Regions from separate parts of the Sus scrofa genome. Here region 1 is linked to region 2. A link is a contact called in public Hi-C data. All regions are on one chromosome and are shown on one strand. The core of a region is the stretch at or near the end of the contact, and the rest is flanking DNA. Distances in the headings are between cores, read along the strand shown.

Region 1 (4,945 bases), core at 239-2,738, 960 kb after region 2:
CAGTTTCCCTGTGTGTAAACTAGAACAAGGTCACTGCTTCTTGGGCTGGTGAAGCTTCAGTGAGCAAACACAGATCACACAGCCTGGTGCTGAGTAGGTGTTCTGTGAGTGTCACCTGAATCACAATGTATGGAGTGCAGGGCTCTGGGCAGAACCCCTGTCAGCATCTGGAGGAAGGGACGTGGCTGAGTGGTAGGTCGCACGCAGTGCTTGTCTCAGCAGAGCGAAGTCACGTTCTCCAAGCATAGCTGGGGGAGGCTGCTCCCAGGGTTTCCCAGGGGTGAAGCCCTGCTCTGTGGATGAGACTTTTTGGCACCAGGATGAACACAGCCAAGGCCAGCTGTCAGGCAGCCTTACCCATCCATCTGCAGCCTCTTCTGCTATAGTCTGATTAAGAAGGAAGTAATTCACCTCCGGTTCCTCTGCCTGGGAGAAAAACTCCACTTTCCCTGGCTTTCCAAATAACCTGCCAGGAAGCCCAAGTGTGTGTAGGTGTCAGACTGGCACACAGCAGGGATTCAACTTGCATTTTCTAAAACCTTCAACTCTGCTACTTTTATATATAGTGCTCCACCTAATCTTCATAATAACCCTTTGGAGTCAATATTTTTATTGGATTTTGTAGATGAAGACATAAAAGCTTAAAGAGGTAAAGTGGATTTTCTAAGAAAACACAGCAAGCAGGTGGTGGACCTTGAGTCTGTCTCACACGGTGCCCTCTTCTCTTTCTAATATTGCACCTGTAAAAGGCTTAGGGAGAAAAGTTAAATCAGGAGGTGGTTTTCTGGAATATCTAGCAGTTCGAGCCTTGTGAGAAACATACATTGACTCTCAAGCCGACGAAGAGGTTACCCACTCACACAGACCAAGTAACAGATAAGTCTCTGCACTTTTATTAGGAGCAATTTCATATCTCCGAGGAGTCACTGTTTCATCTTTTGCCAGGCAGCCCTAGCTTAGAGGCTGAGAATCCAGATCTGAAAAGCTTAATTCAAAGATCTACCTGTATTTAAATGCCCAGAGAGAAAAGAGAGGTGATGGCCCTTTTGATGTTTCCTTCAAAGGTCCCAATTGTGATAATTGTGTATTCAAGTTCTGTGGGAGCAGGGACCAACTCTGTCTGGGGGAATTAGAGCCCCCCAGTGAAGAAGACAGCTAACTAGACCTTAAACGATTAGTAGGAATAAATGCAAAATGACTTGTTTCTAAGTCCTATCCTGGATGTGGTTGGATTTTAGGATCTATCATAGGATACAGTCTTGGATAATAGGGCATACACTTGCTGGTAATCCATGGCCCTCTAGGCTATTATATCAAGACATTAATGAGGAAAACTTAAGCCAGAGAAGGAACCTGGCTTATTCAGGGCCACTGGAGTAAGAACCCCTCTCCTAATTCCCAGAACAGCATTCTCTTCTTCACTGGGCTGCTTCTTGCTTAATCACCCTCACTTGAAGCCACCGCCTGTTTGTCTCCTGCTTGGCCCAGATTCCTGGGTCTCAAACCACATGAGACCTAGGAGGGTGCATTAGTCATTTGTATTACTATCCGACCAGCACAGTTTCCTGGATATGAAGCCTCCTGGCTTTGGAGATGTGTAACATGTGTTCATTTCCCTGCAAGGTTCGGCTTCATTTAAGCTCAAAAAATGATAAATGCTACAAAAAAAAATGTACAGTCCTTGACCTTTGAGCTCTTCCACTTGGCCAATGGCCTTGTGTGAATTCCTCCCCCATGAATCAAAGTCAGGAGCCAAGCTGAGTTACTTTAAGAACTTCAGGCTCAATGCCTTTCCCTGTCTGGAATGTTTATCATGCCCATGAACTCCTACCAAGTTGGTGAGGTGCAGGCCAGGTGCCATCTCCTTTACAAGCTTCTCTGATCGCCACCTCTCCCTCATATCCCCCCATAGCTCTTGTTCCCTTCTCTGAACTCTTAATATACTATCCTTAATACCCATTCCACTGTCAGCGTATTTTAAGTATGAAAAAGGAAACTACAAATCACGTCCTGTGACCTCCCCAAGATTATATACCTGATATTTTCCTCCCATCCCTTATAGTATCATCTGTCTCAGACCAAAGGCATATTGGCTTCCTTCTACCTTGGTATGTCATTTGTCTCCCTTCAGATTGTTCTCACAGTGTTTTGCCTTCTCTCCATCCCTGTAGCATTTCTATGGCTCATTATGGCCTTAGTTGAGGCTTAATGTTTAACCAAGGGCCACGAGGCTACCATGCAACCTAGGCTGTCTATCATGAACTGAATGTTGTCTGACCCACCAAGCCATAAAGTTGGGTACGCACAGCCACACTCCATCATCAAATATAAGTGATATACACATGACTGGGCTCACACAGGCCCTGAAAGCACAAGGGAGTTACATGAAGAAGTGGCTCAAATGCCCATGGTCCCCACCCCTGCTGCATTAACTCCTCTACACAGCCTGCTGCTATGGTCTCTTGAAGAGCATCCTACCATCAGTTGACATCTTTGCCTCCCTCCTAGATGGCTACAGAAGTCTCTGAACTGGTTCCTCACCTCTAATCCCTTTCACTTTCTATTCTTTGCTATAGGCTGCCACCATCATATTCAAAAAATAGTTCCACTCCGATCATGCTACTCTCCTCAGAGGCTTGTGCCCCACAACTGTTGCTGCAGAACTCCTGTTTACTCTCCAAGGCCTTGTTCGCACCCTACTGTCTTCTCTAATGCTTCTGAGTATCAGACAGCGGTTCTCAAACATTATACTCAAGAACTCCCAAGAACAGATGAAAATGATGAGGTCCCCCAAGGATCCTAGAGACTGAGCCCAAAGCCACATATCCAAGAGTCTTTGAGGACTAATAGTTTTTCTAAGAATTATGCAAACTTAACTTTCTAGCCCATATTTCTAGATGTTTTAATATAACTTAAAAGTTATGTTACTTATAAGACGTATGTGCTGAAAACTATAAAACATCAATAAAGGAAATTAAAGAGGACCCAAGGAAATGGAAAGATATCCCATGCTCTCGGATTGGAATAATTAAAATGGCCATATTTCCCAAAGCAATCTAAAGATTTAATGAAAGCCCTATCAAATTACCCATGACATTTTTCATAGAACAAGAACAACATAATCCTAAAATTTAAATGGAACCATAAAAGACCCAGAACTGCCAAAGCAACCTTGAAGAAAAAGAACAAAATTGGAGGTATAACCCTTCCAGACTCCAGACAATACTACAAGGCTACAATAATCAGAATAGCATGGTATTGGCACAAAAACAGACATATAGATCAATGGAACAGATTATAGAGATCCCAAAAATAAACCTACACACTTCAGGCAATTAATCTTCAATAAAAGAGGCAAGAATACATAACAGAGAAAATTCAATCTTTCCAGCAAGTGATGTGGGAAAGCTGGACAGCTGCATGTAAATCCATGAAGTTAGAAGACTCCCACACACCATACAAAAAAATAAACTTCAAATAGCTTAAAGACTTAAATATAATATATGGCACCATAAAACTCCTAGAAGAGAACATAGGCAAAACATTCTCTGACATAAATTGTAGCAATGTTTCCTTAGGTCAGTCTCCCAAGGCAATAGAAATAAAAGCAAAAATAAACAAATGGGACCTAATCAAACTTATAAGCTTTTTGCACAGCAAAGTAAATTGTAAACAAAATGAAAATACAACCTACTGAATAGGAAGAAATGTTTGCAAATGATGCAACCAAAAAGGGGTTAATTTCTGAAACATACAAACAGCTCATATGACTCAATAAAAAAAAAAAAAAAACCCAATCAAAAAATGGGCAGAAGACTTAGATAGACATTTCTCCAAAGACATTCAGATGGCCAACAGGCACATGAAAATATGCTCAATATCACTAATTATTAGAAACATGCAAATCAAAACCACAATCAGGTATCATCTCAAACCAGTCAGAATGGTCATCATCAAAAAGTCTACAAATAATCAATAGAGAGGGTATAAAGAAAAGGGAACCTTCCTACTGGTGATGGGAATGTAAATTGATGCAGCCACTATGTAGAACAGTACAGAGCTTACTTAAAAAACTAAAAATAAAATTATATACAGAGAAAACTCTAACTCAAAAATATACATGTATCTCAATGTCCATAGCAGCGCAATTTGCAACATCCAAAACATAGAAGCAATGTAAGTATCCATCAACATTTGAATGGATAAATAAGATGTGAGATACACACACACACACACACACACACAATGGAATATTACTCAGCCATAAAAAAGAATGAAATCATGCCATTTGCAGTAACATGGATGGACCTAGAGATTATCATACTAAGCGAAGTAAATCAGAGAAAGCTAAATATCACATGCTATCACTTATATATGGAATCTAAAAAATATTACAAATAAACTTATTTACTAAACAGACTAACAGACGCAGAAAGCAAACTTGTGGTTATCAAAAGGGAAGAAGGGGGAGGGTTGAATTGAGAATATGGAATTAACAGATGTATACTACCATATACAAAATAAACAAGGACCTACTGTACAGCACAAGAAAATACATTCAATGTCTTGTAATAAACTAATGGAATAAAAAAGATAATACATATATTTATTTATTCATACATATGTATATATAAAACTGATCATTTTGCTATATACCTGAAACTAACGCAATATTGTAAATCAACTATACTTGTTAAAAACAAAGATTACTTACATTTCTCTAGTAAATTTGATACTCCATGCAAATGATCTAACTTTATCCTATAGTGTTTATATACAGCACTAACATGCCACCAGGCTTCCCTCATGCTAGTATTCCTAAATTTGAGAAATGTGGACCCCCTAGCACTTTTTTTGAACTTCTGCCCTTGGTCGTGGTTCTGTGCCTGAGAAACTCGGTCTGGAGTAGAAAATTCTACACCATGCTATGATGAGATGTACACCA
Region 2 (5,204 bases), core at 1,691-4,190:
GTTAAATACAGAAGAACAGTAATGTTGTCAATTGACAAGTAAAATGAGCTGTCAACACTGCCTAGCCATCAATGTTTGTCTCATAAACTCATGCTCTTATTCTCTGAGAAAATTATTCCATAGAATCTTTACCTTCAAACTTCCCATCCCCATTGTTATCATCTTCAACTGATGATCTCTCTTCAACTTTAATTGAGAAGATAGAAACCATCAGATGAGCACTCTTTCACAATCTTATCAACAAACCCATCTGTGCCTGCTCACATCTCCTCCTTCTCTCCTATTTCATCTGATGAAGTGTCCCTTCTCCTGTTGGCAGCCAGTACAGATCTGAATCCATCTGGCCTTCTCCAAGGCTTGGTTCCTAGTAATTTCTCCCTCCTCCTTGCACTGATCGTCTCTCTCACTCTACTGCATTCAGAATGCGCTCCTATCTCTAGAAAAAGGAACCCTCCTATGCTGTTGGTGGGAATGTAAAGTGATACAGCCACTGGTGGAGAACAGTATGGAGGTCCCTCAAAAAACTAAAAGTAGAGTTAACATATGATTCTGTCCTCCTACTTCTGGGCGTATAGCGAGAGAAAAATTATAATTTGAAAAGACACATGCATGGCATTGTTCATTGCAGCACTATTTATGATAGTCAAGACATGAAGCAAAATAAGCGTCCATAGACAGATGAATGGATAAAGAAAATGTGGTATAAAAGCAATGGGATATTAGCCACACACACAAAAAAATGAAATAGTGCCATTTGCAGCAACATGCATGGACCTAGAGATTATCATACTAAGTGATATAAGACAGAGAAAGACAAATATCATATGATATCACATATGTGGAATCTTTAAAAATGATATAAATGAACTTTATTCACAAAACAGAAATAGACTACAGACATGGAAAACAAACTTATGTTTACCAAAGGGGAAAGAGCAGGGGAGGGATAATTCAGTTTGAGATTAAAATACACACAGTACTATATATTAAATAGATAAACAACAAGGATCTCCTGAATAGTGTAGGGAACTACACTCAATATCTTGTAGTAACCTATAATGGAAAAGAATCAAAAAAGAATACACATATATAGCAGAAATTGACAGAACATTGTAAATCAACTATAATAGGAAAAATAAGAATATGCATATATAACGGAACCACTTTGCTGCACACCTGAAACTAACGCAACCTTGAAAATCAACAATTATTGCTATTTAAAAATTTTTAAATGCTCTCCCATCTCTAAAACACCTCTCTTGACTGCACATTGTCCTCTAGCGAATGCCACACTTTTGAACGTCTCTCCCCAGTCTACAGAGAAAGCCGCCGCCTCTAATTTCTCACTTTCTATACACTCCTCAACTCACTTTAATTGGGCTTCCACCTCCACCACTTCACTGGAACTGCCCTTAGAGAAGTTAGTAAGGACTTTTTCTTTTGTCTTTTTAGGGCTCCACCCATGGCTTATGGAATTTCCCGGGCTAGGGGTCAAATCTGAGCTGCAGCTGCCAGCCTACACCACAGGCACAGCAACACAGGATCCGAGCTGTGTCTGCAACCTACACTGAAGCTCACAGTGAGTGATAGAATCTGCATCCTCATGGATTCTAGTTGGGTTCATAACCCAGTAAGCCACCACAGGAACTCCCTGTGAGGATTTCTCTGTTGCTCCCTCTAGTGATCATTTTTTATGGCTTCATTTTAACTCAGCCTCAAGCAGCAATCAACTCTAAGCCTTCTTTCCCTTAAGCACTCTCTTTCTCTGGCCTCCCTTTAACCCCACTTAACATGCTGCTATTTTCCTATTACACTCGTGTGCTCCTCCTCTCCTTTCTGGCTGTTAATGCTGTTAGTTCTCAAGACTTGGAGTTGACCTCTTCCCTCCTCATTGCATCCTTAGGCATTCTCATATCCACCCATGATTTCAAAATTATGTCATTTGCAGATGACTCACAAGTGTATATCATTAACTGAGACCTTTCCTCTGACCTTTATTTCCATTTTGTGCTTGCTGTCTCTTAGAATCTCAAATGCACTGATGTCCCAGCATATCCAAAATCCAACCCACTATTTCCACCCACCTTCCTCTCTGCCTGACCTGGCTGCCTTTCAGTGTTCCCTTTTTCAGGGATTAGCATCATTGTCCATCAAGCCTTATGAGCAGAAACATGGTTAAGAGGGAAGTACCCTTTAACTAGTCCATCACGAAGCATGTCTATTTGTAGAATTTAAAATTTTTGGAGGGGTGCACCTGTGGCATATGGAGGGTCCCAGGTTAGGGGTCGAATTGGAGCTGCAACTACCGGCCTATGCCACAACCACAGCAACGCCAGATCCGAGCCAAGTCTTTGACCTACACCACAGCTCACAGCAGTGCTGGTCCTTAGCCCACTGAGCAAGGCCAATGATCGAACTTGCATCCTCATGGATGCTATTTGAGTTCGTCTCTGCTGAGCCACAACAGGAACCCCTCATATCTTGTACTTGCTCTTCTATCGTAGCTTAATTACGCTTCATATTGAACTTTTCCTTTTCAAATGGTGGTGTGGTTTCTGCCTCTGTATTGGACAGACACCGATGTGAAGTGGGAATAGTCCCAGAATTTCAGGTTTGGGGATGGAGTTGATCATAGGCTTGAGTGCAGTGCTGAGTGGGTTGCTAATGGGAAAAGGGATACTAGTAACCCATGACACGCAATGGCATCACAATTAATCCAGCTGTGGTTGACTTTGATGAAACGCCATGTGGAGCATGTGCCTTGGAAACTTAAGTGTCCACTGTGTTTGACCTTTGCGGTCATCGTGATGACTGTAAAGCCTGTGGCATAGGATGGATTCTTCTGAGAGCATTTCCGTACTTACAGAGAAAAAAACATGACCAACTCTAGCTAACTCTCAACCTCCTTACTCAGAGAAGTAGCTTTCTCCCACACCCTGTGCATGCCAACTACTTGTGGCTTGTCTAGGCCCCAGAGGGTTGCTTCCTGCTTTCCCAGTAAGTGTGGACCAGCTGTCTTCTGGGAAATCAGAGAATTCTTCATCGTCTAGTGGACACAGCCACACATTCTCTAGTGAGGTCTGAACTCCTGTGCTTGTTTGTCCCTTCTTGGTTACTCTCCCTCAGCCCCAAGGTATATGTATATCTTATACTTACACTTTTATAATAGCTTGATAATTTTTTATGTTGAACTTCCCTTGTTTAAATGGCAGTGTGGTTTCTATCTTTTGTTTGGACCCAGACCGAAAAAATTGGACTCCAGTTTTGCTGTCTGCCACAGGTCCAGAAGCTGATGAAGAATTCGTCAACTTTTTTTGAGGCTACTCTTTGAGTTTCCTGTTAACCCATATTTGCTTTCTTTTGATTAGAGGCATAAAATGGTATCTTTTTTTTTTTTTTTTTTTTTTGGTATTTTTAGAGCCGCACTTGTGGCATATGGAAGGCTAGGGGTTGAATCGGAACTGTAGCCACTGGCCTACGCCACAGCCACAGCAATGTGGAATATGAACCACATCTGTGACCTACACCACAGCTCATGGCAACGAGGGATCCTTAACCCACTGAGTGAGGCCAGAGATCTCACCCGAATCCTCGTGGAGACTAATCAGGTTCATTACTGCTGAGCCGCAGCAGGAACTCTAAAATGGGCTCTTTTTTGAACTGCCTATCTATTTTGCCTCCAGGGACATTGTATTCTATTAACCATCTTTACAACTCTGTGGATCAGAATCTGGGATGCTACATCATTTTGTCCAATCATTATGATTATAATTAAGCTCTTGGCTTCTGGTAGGTAAGCATGAGCTGTTGGCCTCATCCCCCTTCCTAACAATGAGTAAGTTCTCATACCTCTCCTACTGGCAGACTTGGCCTTTAGAGGAGATCTCAGCTTCTTAGTGATACAGGTGCCTTTCTCACTGGTGTATACTGGATGGCCTTGGTAAATTGCACAATCTTTGGAACTTCCTTGGAACAAAGTCCTGTTGTTTGTCTTTTAGACTCCCATGATATGTCAACTCCATTGTTGCCATTGCTTGAACTTTGTATCCTCTCTGCCCACCATATGCCACAGAAATCCAAGTATTTCAACTTATCTTGCCATAAGCCATTGCTTTCCTCAGCTACCCTTGCAGTGAGTTTGCACTGTTGCTTGAGTTTCTCGAAAGGATGTTAAATCCAGTATCTCAAGAGAGTTGCCATGAAGTCAACAAACTCTCCCTAATTCAGGCTTATATTCCAGACCCTTCAATAAATTATTTTCAAAATATGGTCCCACAGGAACCCCCTGGCTTTACCTGGAACATGCTAATTCTCACAGAGCATTTGGAGTACCAATCTTAACCTTTCTTATCAGGCTCAACATGGACCCACTAATTATGCTGTTACACTGCCAAGTATGGACTTGGCACCTTGGTTCAGGTGCACTGTCTCTAGAGTGTCTTCCCTCACAGAGAATGTGTTGGCTCTAAGTGAGGATGGGGAGGCCACCGCTGCAGGCTCTGAGCGTGTAGATCGGTCTGGGGAGTAATAATCATCAGAGGATATGCAGATATCTCTATTCCATGTGTCAGGATCCTAGGGTTTCATAGCCAGGGGGGTGACATTGGTATAATATACCTTCTCTGCTTATGTGTTCAACCGCCTTTGAAGCTAGGAACCCTCTTTCATTTTGGGTTTGGGTTGTAATTTTTTCTGCTACTCCCCTCAAGTGATGTAGGTCTTTTCCTAAGATACCAAATAGGATCTTTTCCTAAGATACCAATAGGACTTGACAATTAATTTCCCATTGTTAACCGCCCTCAACTTTTCATTATCCCTCTGTAGGACAGAGGATCTGTAACTTACAACTTAATGACAACTAGCCAATGCCATTGTCCTTGTATGCGTTGCCTCTCACTCCCATGCCTGAATAAATACACTGAGCAAGGGATTCCTCTTCACCAGAATGTTCTTTTTTTCTTTTTTTTGGTCTTTTTTGCCTTTTCTAGGGCTGTTCCTGTGGCATATGGAGGTTCCCAGGGTAGGGGTCTAATCGGAGCTGTAGCTGCCAGCCTACACCAGAGCCACAGCAACGCGGGATCTGAGCCACATCTGCGACCTACACCACAGGCAATGCCGGATCCTTAACCCACTGAGCAAGGCCAGGGATCGAACCCACAACCTCATGGTTCCTAGTCAGATTCGTTAACCACCACGCCATGACG

Evidence for each region. A called contact is a pair of places that touch in the nucleus more often than the background predicts.
Region 1: a contact with region 2 is called in a Hi-C map of mesenchymal stem cells, with 4 times the contacts expected there. The contact joins two enhancer-like sites. A contact is called at or near these places in 4 of 47 Hi-C or Micro-C datasets (epiblast stem cells, mesenchymal stem cells, psoas muscle and 1 more).

The regions. Positions count from the first base shown.
Region 1 is chr6:156,743,868-156,748,812 of Sscrofa11.1, forward strand. All of the region lies in intron 3 of LOC102158888 (a long non-coding RNA gene), which reads right to left. All of the region lies in intron 2 of LOC102159014 (a long non-coding RNA gene), which reads left to right. Among named protein-coding and RNA genes, the nearest start is that of USP24, 470 kb to the right of the region's middle. Within about 2 kb of position 1,489, at least 8 of the 83 cell types and tissues checked have an H3K27ac peak or open chromatin away from gene starts, as enhancers often do.
Region 2 is chr6:155,778,326-155,783,529 of Sscrofa11.1, forward strand. No RefSeq gene overlaps it. Among named protein-coding and RNA genes, the nearest start is that of PLPP3, 20 kb to the right of the region's middle. Within about 2 kb of position 2,941, at least 6 of the 83 cell types and tissues checked have an H3K27ac peak or open chromatin away from gene starts, as enhancers often do.